Regions from separate parts of the Mus musculus genome. Here region 1 is linked to region 2. The links are chromatin contacts, called in public HiChIP or PLAC-seq maps. All regions are on one chromosome and are shown on one strand. Each heading gives the region's core, a stretch centred on a gene start, on an enhancer-like site or on the middle of the called end of the contact. The rest is flanking DNA. Distances are from core to core; before and after follow the strand shown. Region 1 overlaps Platr22 (pluripotency associated transcript 22). Region 2 has its middle 27 kb from the start of Zfp281.

What was found. HiChIP or PLAC-seq counts read pairs in DNA pulled down with a chosen protein or histone mark.
Region 1: an H3K27ac HiChIP or PLAC-seq map of embryonic stem cells shows a contact between it and region 2, with 23 read pairs. The contact joins two enhancer-like sites. A contact is called at or near these places in 1 of 15 datasets of contacts at CTCF or cohesin (CD8 T cells), 6 of 484 Hi-C or Micro-C datasets (the AML12 cell line, the G1E-ER4 cell line, astrocytes and 2 more) and 8 of 115 datasets of contacts at active chromatin or transcription factors (CD8 T cells, the NIH/3T3 cell line, embryonic stem cells and 2 more).

What each region holds. Positions count from the first base shown.
Region 1 is chr1:136,705,775-136,709,085 of GRCm38.p6, reverse strand. The region is part of intron 2 of Platr22 (pluripotency associated transcript 22); the gene reads right to left. Among named protein-coding and RNA genes, the nearest start is that of Platr22, 11 kb to the right of the region's middle. Within about 2 kb of position 1,500, at least 73 of the 459 cell types and tissues checked have an H3K27ac peak or open chromatin away from gene starts, as enhancers often do. A contact at or near this core is called in embryonic stem cells, where this site is marked.
Region 2 is chr1:136,596,173-136,599,750 of GRCm38.p6, reverse strand. No RefSeq gene overlaps it. Among named protein-coding and RNA genes, the nearest start is that of Zfp281, 27 kb to the left of the region's middle. Within about 2 kb of position 1,295, at least 8 of the 459 cell types and tissues checked have an H3K27ac peak or open chromatin away from gene starts, as enhancers often do. A contact at or near this core is called in embryonic stem cells, where this site is marked.

The DNA of each region.
Region 1 (3,311 bases), core at 251-2,750, 110 kb before region 2:
AGTCGCGACCCCCTTTCACAGGGGTCATCTAAGACCATCCGAAAGCATACTTACATTATAACTCATAGCAGTAGCAAAACGACAGTTATGAAGTAGCAGTGAGGTAATTTTGTGGCTGAGGGGGGTCACCACAATATGATTCTAGAAGTGTATCAAAGGGGCGTGGCATTAGGAAGGTTGAGAACGGCTGTTACAGAGGAAGGGCGGGAACATCTGCAGCTCTCCCCTGTAGGTCAGCTTGACTCTAATGGTGGGCCTCCCTAAGGCTTTCCATGTTAAAACAAAACAAACAACAACAGAACAGCCCACCTTAAACCTTGGCTGACTATTTAATTTGTTGTCCAAACGCTGATCAGCGGTTCTCAGCCTTCCTGATGCGGCTACCCTTTAATACACTTCATATTGTGGTGACCACCAACCATAAAATTATTTTCGTTGCTACTTTATGACTGTAATTTTGCTGCTGTTATGAATCATAATATAAATATCTGATATGTGGGATATCTGATATACGACCACAGGTGAAGAACCGCTTCCTCAGACAATGGAAGGGGAAGCTGGGCATGATGGATCAGCTGTAATCCTTGCGATGCTGAGGCAGGGGGATCAAGACCAGCCTAGGCTGCACAGTAAGACCCTGTCTCCAGGGTGGGCAGAGAAGGGGGTGCCAACAGCAGCCACTCCTTCTTGACACCTGACTTTTTTTTTCAAGTCATAAAGGGAAGAGTGTGCAAATGTGTCATGACACACGTGTAGAGGTCAGAGGTCAGCTTCAGGACGATTTATCCTTCCACTTGTATATGGGTTCCAGGGCTCCAACTCCGCTTGTCAGCCCTGCCCAGCAAGGGCTTTTACCTGCTAAAGCATCTTGAAGGCCCTACTGTCTCCCCCTAGGGGAGACATATTTAGAGGTTATCTGAGAGGACAAAATAATCAAAGTTCTTTCTCTGCTTAGTCATCAATCATCACGGAAAACATCTGTGAACAGGTGCGTGCAGGTGGGGTGGGGAGGCGGGCAGGATCTATACAGCCAGTCACGAGTAGGCCCCGAATCAGACAACAGCTCAGTCCTGCAACTCACTTTGGATATGACACCATTCAGCCGGTCACCGTGTCAGATCCCACACGTTGAAGACACTTTGGTCCCAGGCTCCCCACATCCCGTGCCAGTCGCTATGGATCGTTTTTGAGTTGTGCTTCTAACCAACTACAACTCAGCTGTGCTAGTCAGTGCTATTCAGGCTCACGGTGCCTGGGAAGAGACACCGTGGTGACCACAGCAACTCTTATGAAGGAAAAAGTCTCGTTGGGGCTGGCTTACAATTCAGAGGTCCGTTATCGTCATAGTGGGAAGCGCGGCTGCATGCAGGCAGAAATGGTGAAGGAGATGTAGCTGAGAGTTCTACATCCGGATTGGCAGGCAGCCGGAAGAGAGAGCCACACTGAGCCTGTCTTGAGCTTCTGAAACTCAAAGCTCCTCCCCCTTCCCCCAGTGACACACCTCCTCAAAAAGGCCACACCTACTCCAACAAGGCCACACCTCCTCATAGGGCCACGCCCTGTGAGCCTCTGGAGGTCATTTCCTTTCAAACCACCACACCAGCTGTGCCTCCCTCCTCCTGTTTGGCTAATCTGCTGGTGTTGCAAGTAAGGAAACAGGCTTGCTGGCTTACTGTAGAACTAGGTAACAGATGAAGGGACGCACAGGGCTCAGGGCATAGTCAAGACAGGGGTTTGAGGGAAAGCCAGCTTCCAGGTGCTTAGAACAGCCAGCCATCTATCTCATGGCTCTCCGAACTCAGGTCTTTGTGGAATGTTCACTACGTAGGCATGACTGAGTTCGTGACTGAGTTGATCACTGGTAACAAATTTGCAGCCTCTCTCGCTTCCTTCCCTGCGCTTTCCCGGTGCCCAGGCCCCATCCCAAAGCCAGTAATTAGCTCAGTAGCAACCAAAACCAAACAAACAAAAATCTCACATTTATCATAGGTTTACTCCTCAACATTACTCGTTTCCTGAGCGCGGTTCAGGCACACTAGGCAGGATGGTGTGAGGGAGCATTTGTTGAACATATGAGGTGCTGGGTACCATCCAAACATTGCCTAGAAAAAAGTCTAGTCAAGATAGCACATGTATCCCATCAGCTGCGGTGATTTTCAATATGGAGCAGAGCCTACCGCAGGTGGGCTTGACCCAAATGGCCCTGCTGCAGGAAAACGGCTCCTATTTTGTCGCCCCAAGCACAGCCTGACTGTGTTTCTGATCTTAGTGCATTTTGAGGACAAAATGTTCGGGGCTTCAGGAAAGTGTATGAGCAGAAACTGTCTGCACCTAAAATGGCCACCAGAGCAACAGCCAGACAACATTTAACCGCATTGTAATCTATCTGCCGGCTAAATGGCATACTCTCCAGCACGATGCCTGTTGACAATTGCCATGGTAACCGTGGCAGGGAACTATAAAAGGAACAAAAAGAGACTGCCTTAAGGTTCCCAGAAAAGAGATGAATAAATATCTTCACTACCCATCACCCTTATCAGCACCTCATTTTTAAAATCTTTTTTTTTAATTTACCTTTATTTTATGTGCATTGGTGTTTTGCCTGCATGTATGTCTGTGTGAGAGTGCTGATCTTGGAGTTACAGACAGTTGTGAGCTGCCATGTGGGTGCTGGAATTTGAACTGGCGTCTTCTGGAAGAATAGCTAACGCCCTCACCTGCTGATCCATCTCTCCAGCACTTTCTTCCCCTCATTTTTGATACCGTATCTATAACCTCCCTTTGTCCCCGTTTCTCTTGTTCTTGTTGAATAGGAAGATATCTGTTTCGCTATTTAGTCAATGCTCATTGCTTTCTCACTTCAGAAAGGGAAAAGGGACAAGTCTAGAGACAAAAATCTCAGTAACAAATCAGGCTGAGGGAATTCAAGGCCAGCCTGGGCTACATAGAGAAGTACAGGTGAAGGCCAGTTCAAGAGACAAAGAAGACTGTCTAAAATCAACCAACCAACCATCTGATAGCAACTAAAAATCTCTAACCATGTTAGGAGAAACAGCCCTGACTCACGGCTGGGTGTACCTGCCTGCTCTTGGAATACCAGCCCTAAGAAAGTGGAGGGAGGAGAGAATAAGGAGTCAGCATCTTCTATCAGTAGGTTTGGGGCCAACCTAGGCCACATGAGGCTCAGAAAGAAAGAACAATGGGGGCATGACACACTGGGAGAATGCTTACCTAGTAGTTTATAAAAAGTAATAGGTTCAGCCGGGTGTGGTGGCGCTACGCCTTAATCCCAGTACTCCGGTGGCAGAGGC
Region 2 (3,578 bases), core at 46-2,545:
ATAAATAAATAAATAAATATTTAAAAAGTTTTTTTGAACACTAACATCAAGAACTTCATCAACTGACACATCCTTCCATCCTGGTTCCTGCCCAGCACCCGTCTCCAGTCTTTTGGCTCTCATCACCAATAAATCTCCATCACCTTAAGGTACACATGTCCCACAAGAATGCCTGGTGACCTCAGTTTATTGAGATACAAAATAAATTACCAAATTGTAGCCTAGTGCTATCTCTTAAGCCCACCTGAAAAAATTGTAACACAGGGGGCTGGAGAGATGGCTCAGTGGTTAAGAGAACTGTCTGCCCTTCCAAAGGTCCTGGGTTCAATTCCCAGCAACCACATGGTGGCTCACAACCATCTGTAATGGAATCTGATGCCCTCTTCTGGTGTGTCTGAAGACAGCTACATACAGTGTACTCATATACATAAAACAAATAATTCTTTTTTAAAAAAATTGTAACCCAAATGTGCCCATGAAAATCTGAGTATTGGATTCTCTATACTAAAAAGAAAAGCACCATAATTAGTACTTTGTTTTCTCAAAAGCAAATGATCTATTAAACTAAATCTAAAGATACTTAAGGAATAACGTTGGTGGCAGAATATAAGGATATAATGAAAGGCGTCTGAGGATGGTTTAGCACCCAGTTGAAGATAAAGCACCCTGAATAACCACAGTGGGAACTGGTCAATGGCAGGAGCATCTTTGATTAAGACACAACAGGAGGGAGTCGGGCAGCAACGGAAATGGGAAGTCATACCTGCTGCTGTTGTAAATCTCTACTATGGGAAAGAAATTGTAACTAGGACACACTCACACTCTTACGCTGAAGTCGCCTCAGCGGACAGATTTTGTCAACCATAATTGTTGGTAGCGTGGGGTCTTTACAGCGAAGAGACTGGCTCCTCTTCAGCTCTGTTCAAGCAAGAGAGTGGAAAGGGACCAATCTCAGTGTCCACCGGAGAGGTAAACATCAAATACAAATACACAGGAGAAAAAAAGAAAACAGAAAACCAGGGAAAGGGTAAAGGCAAACGGTACTAGTTAGAACTAGCTAGTACTAGTTAGAACCCTGGTGGCAAGCATTCCCTCAACAAAGATCTGCACTTCTGTTGTCCGTTTGTAGTATAAGAGATTGAGGCATAAGCTAGACCCACTCATCACTAGTGAAGGAGGCGCATACCTTTATCTATCTCACTGGGAAGCCAAGTTTATTCCGAGCCCTCCTGATGTTAAAGGCCAAATCCTACTCTCCCGAAGCTCAGGCCTTCCCCCTGCTAGAAGAGCTCTCTACAACTGAGCCACACCCCAGTCCTTGCAGCTCCTTTTGTTACCACTCTCTAGGAATAAGCCCCTCACTCTCTTAGCAGGACCCTTCCTACACAGGCTTTCAGTGCTTTCCTCTCAAGATGGCTCAGCAGTTAGGAGCACTAGCTGCTCTTCTGGACGACCAGGACTGGTTCCCAGCACCCATGTGGTGCCTCACAGCTAGCTGGAACTCCAGTCCTAGGGACCTAATGCCCTGGTCTGCCCTCTGCATGCACCAGGCATGTGGTGTGCAGATATTAATGCACGAATGTGAGACACCATGCGGGTGCCAGGAATGGAACCCAGGTCATCTGGAAGAGCAAGCCAGTGCTTTGAACCATTGAGATATTCTCCAGCCCTCCTCTGTATTTCTTCTATTGAGAAATTCTCCTTAGCCTATTTTTTGATTGGGTTGTTTGTTTTCATATGTATATAATATATATATTATAATAAAATATATATTAGAATATATATATATAGTTTTAATGCTACCTTTTATTCTTTTGATTTATATGATTTTGTGATCCAGCCATATTAAGTAAAGTCTATGAAAGAACTAGGGATATAGGTCAATTGGTAGAGTATTCGCCTACAGTGTATGAAGGTCAGGGGTTGAGCCCCAAAACTCCAAGACCAAGACAGAAGGCTCAGAAGCTCAAGGCCATCCTTGGCTACTTAGCAAGTTCAAGGTCAACCTGATACCCTGTCCAAAAAACAAACTCTAAGAAAATAGAAGCTGGGCAGTGCTGGCTCATTCCTTTAATCCTAGCACTCAGGAGGAAGTGGCAGGAGGATCTCTGTGAGTTCAAGGCCAGCCTGTTCTACAACAAAACGAGTTCCAGGACAGCCAGAACTACACAGAGAAACCCTGTCTCAGGGACAAATAACAAAGCAAAACAAACAAAAAGAAAAGGAAAAAACCCAAACAAAACAAAACAAAACAAGAGTAATTCCATAGGCTCTGTCTTAGGGTTTACGGCTATAAACAGACACCATGACCAAGGCAAGTTTGTTTGTTTGGTTTTTTTTTTTAATTTATTTATTATTATACATACGTACACTGTAGCTGTCTTCAGACTCACTAGAAGAGGGCGTCAGATCTCATTAGGGATGGTTGTGAGCCACCATGTGGTTGCTGGTATTTGAACTCAGGACCTTTGGAAGAATAGTCAATCCTCTTACCCTCTGGGCCATCCCACCAGCCCCCAAGGCAAATTTTTATAAAGGACAACATTTAATTGGGGCTGGCTTACAGGCTCAGAGGTTCAGGCCATTATCAAGGTGGGAGCATGACAGCATCCAGGCAGGCCTGGTATAGGAGAAGCTGAGAGTTCTACATCTTGTTCCTAAGACAGGAAAAGACTGGCTTCCAGGCAGCTAGGATGAGGGCCCTCAGTGACACACTGACTCCAACAAGGCCACACCCACTCCAACGAGGCCACACCTCCTACTAGTGCCACTCCCTGGGCTAAGCATATTCAAACCATCACAGGGTCCACCCAGTGGAGGCCCCTTCCTTTCAACATGGTTACACTTCCTGAGGAAGATCTTGGATCTGCTGGACCATCGTATGTAATGCACACAAAGTCCTAGCTTTGATTCCCAGCACCATGGAATTGTGGCACACATTTGTAAATTTAGCACTTGGGATATGGAGATAAGGAAGATCAGAAGTCCAAAGTTATCACAGAGTAAGTTTGAAGTCAGCCTGAGATACATGACCCAATCTAAACAACATACCCATCAAAACAACAACAAAACAAGCAAACAAAAAGCCATAAGCCAGCCTTCCCTCTGGGCCACCTATGATACGTGCTCTTTTAAGCTCTCACCCCTCTTGTTTAATTAAATACTGATTTTGTATTTCGTTGTTTAATATCTGTCTCTACCAGAGCTAAGCTCCATTAGTGGATGCTGGCTGTATCCATGGTACCTGGTACAAAGAAGATATTCAATAAATAATACTGAATGAATAAATATAATTGACCAAGTAAAAGCTTGGGAGACTTCCTCACTTGGTTATGGGAAACGCTCAGAACAGCAAAATGCTCGCACGAAGCGCTAGTGTTGTCATGGCACCCTCACTGAATATGTCGGTTAAACGAGAGCAGGAATCCTGTTAGTTGACTCACGGAGGTGGTAGCCATGAATCTCAGAGCAGCGTCCAGAGAGAGCATGCTGTGGCTTGCTTGCCCTGTGCATTTTCATAGGCCCCTCTCTTCCTCATAGTGCCCTTTCTTCATTCTGTGAGCCTTAAGTGTTCTTCA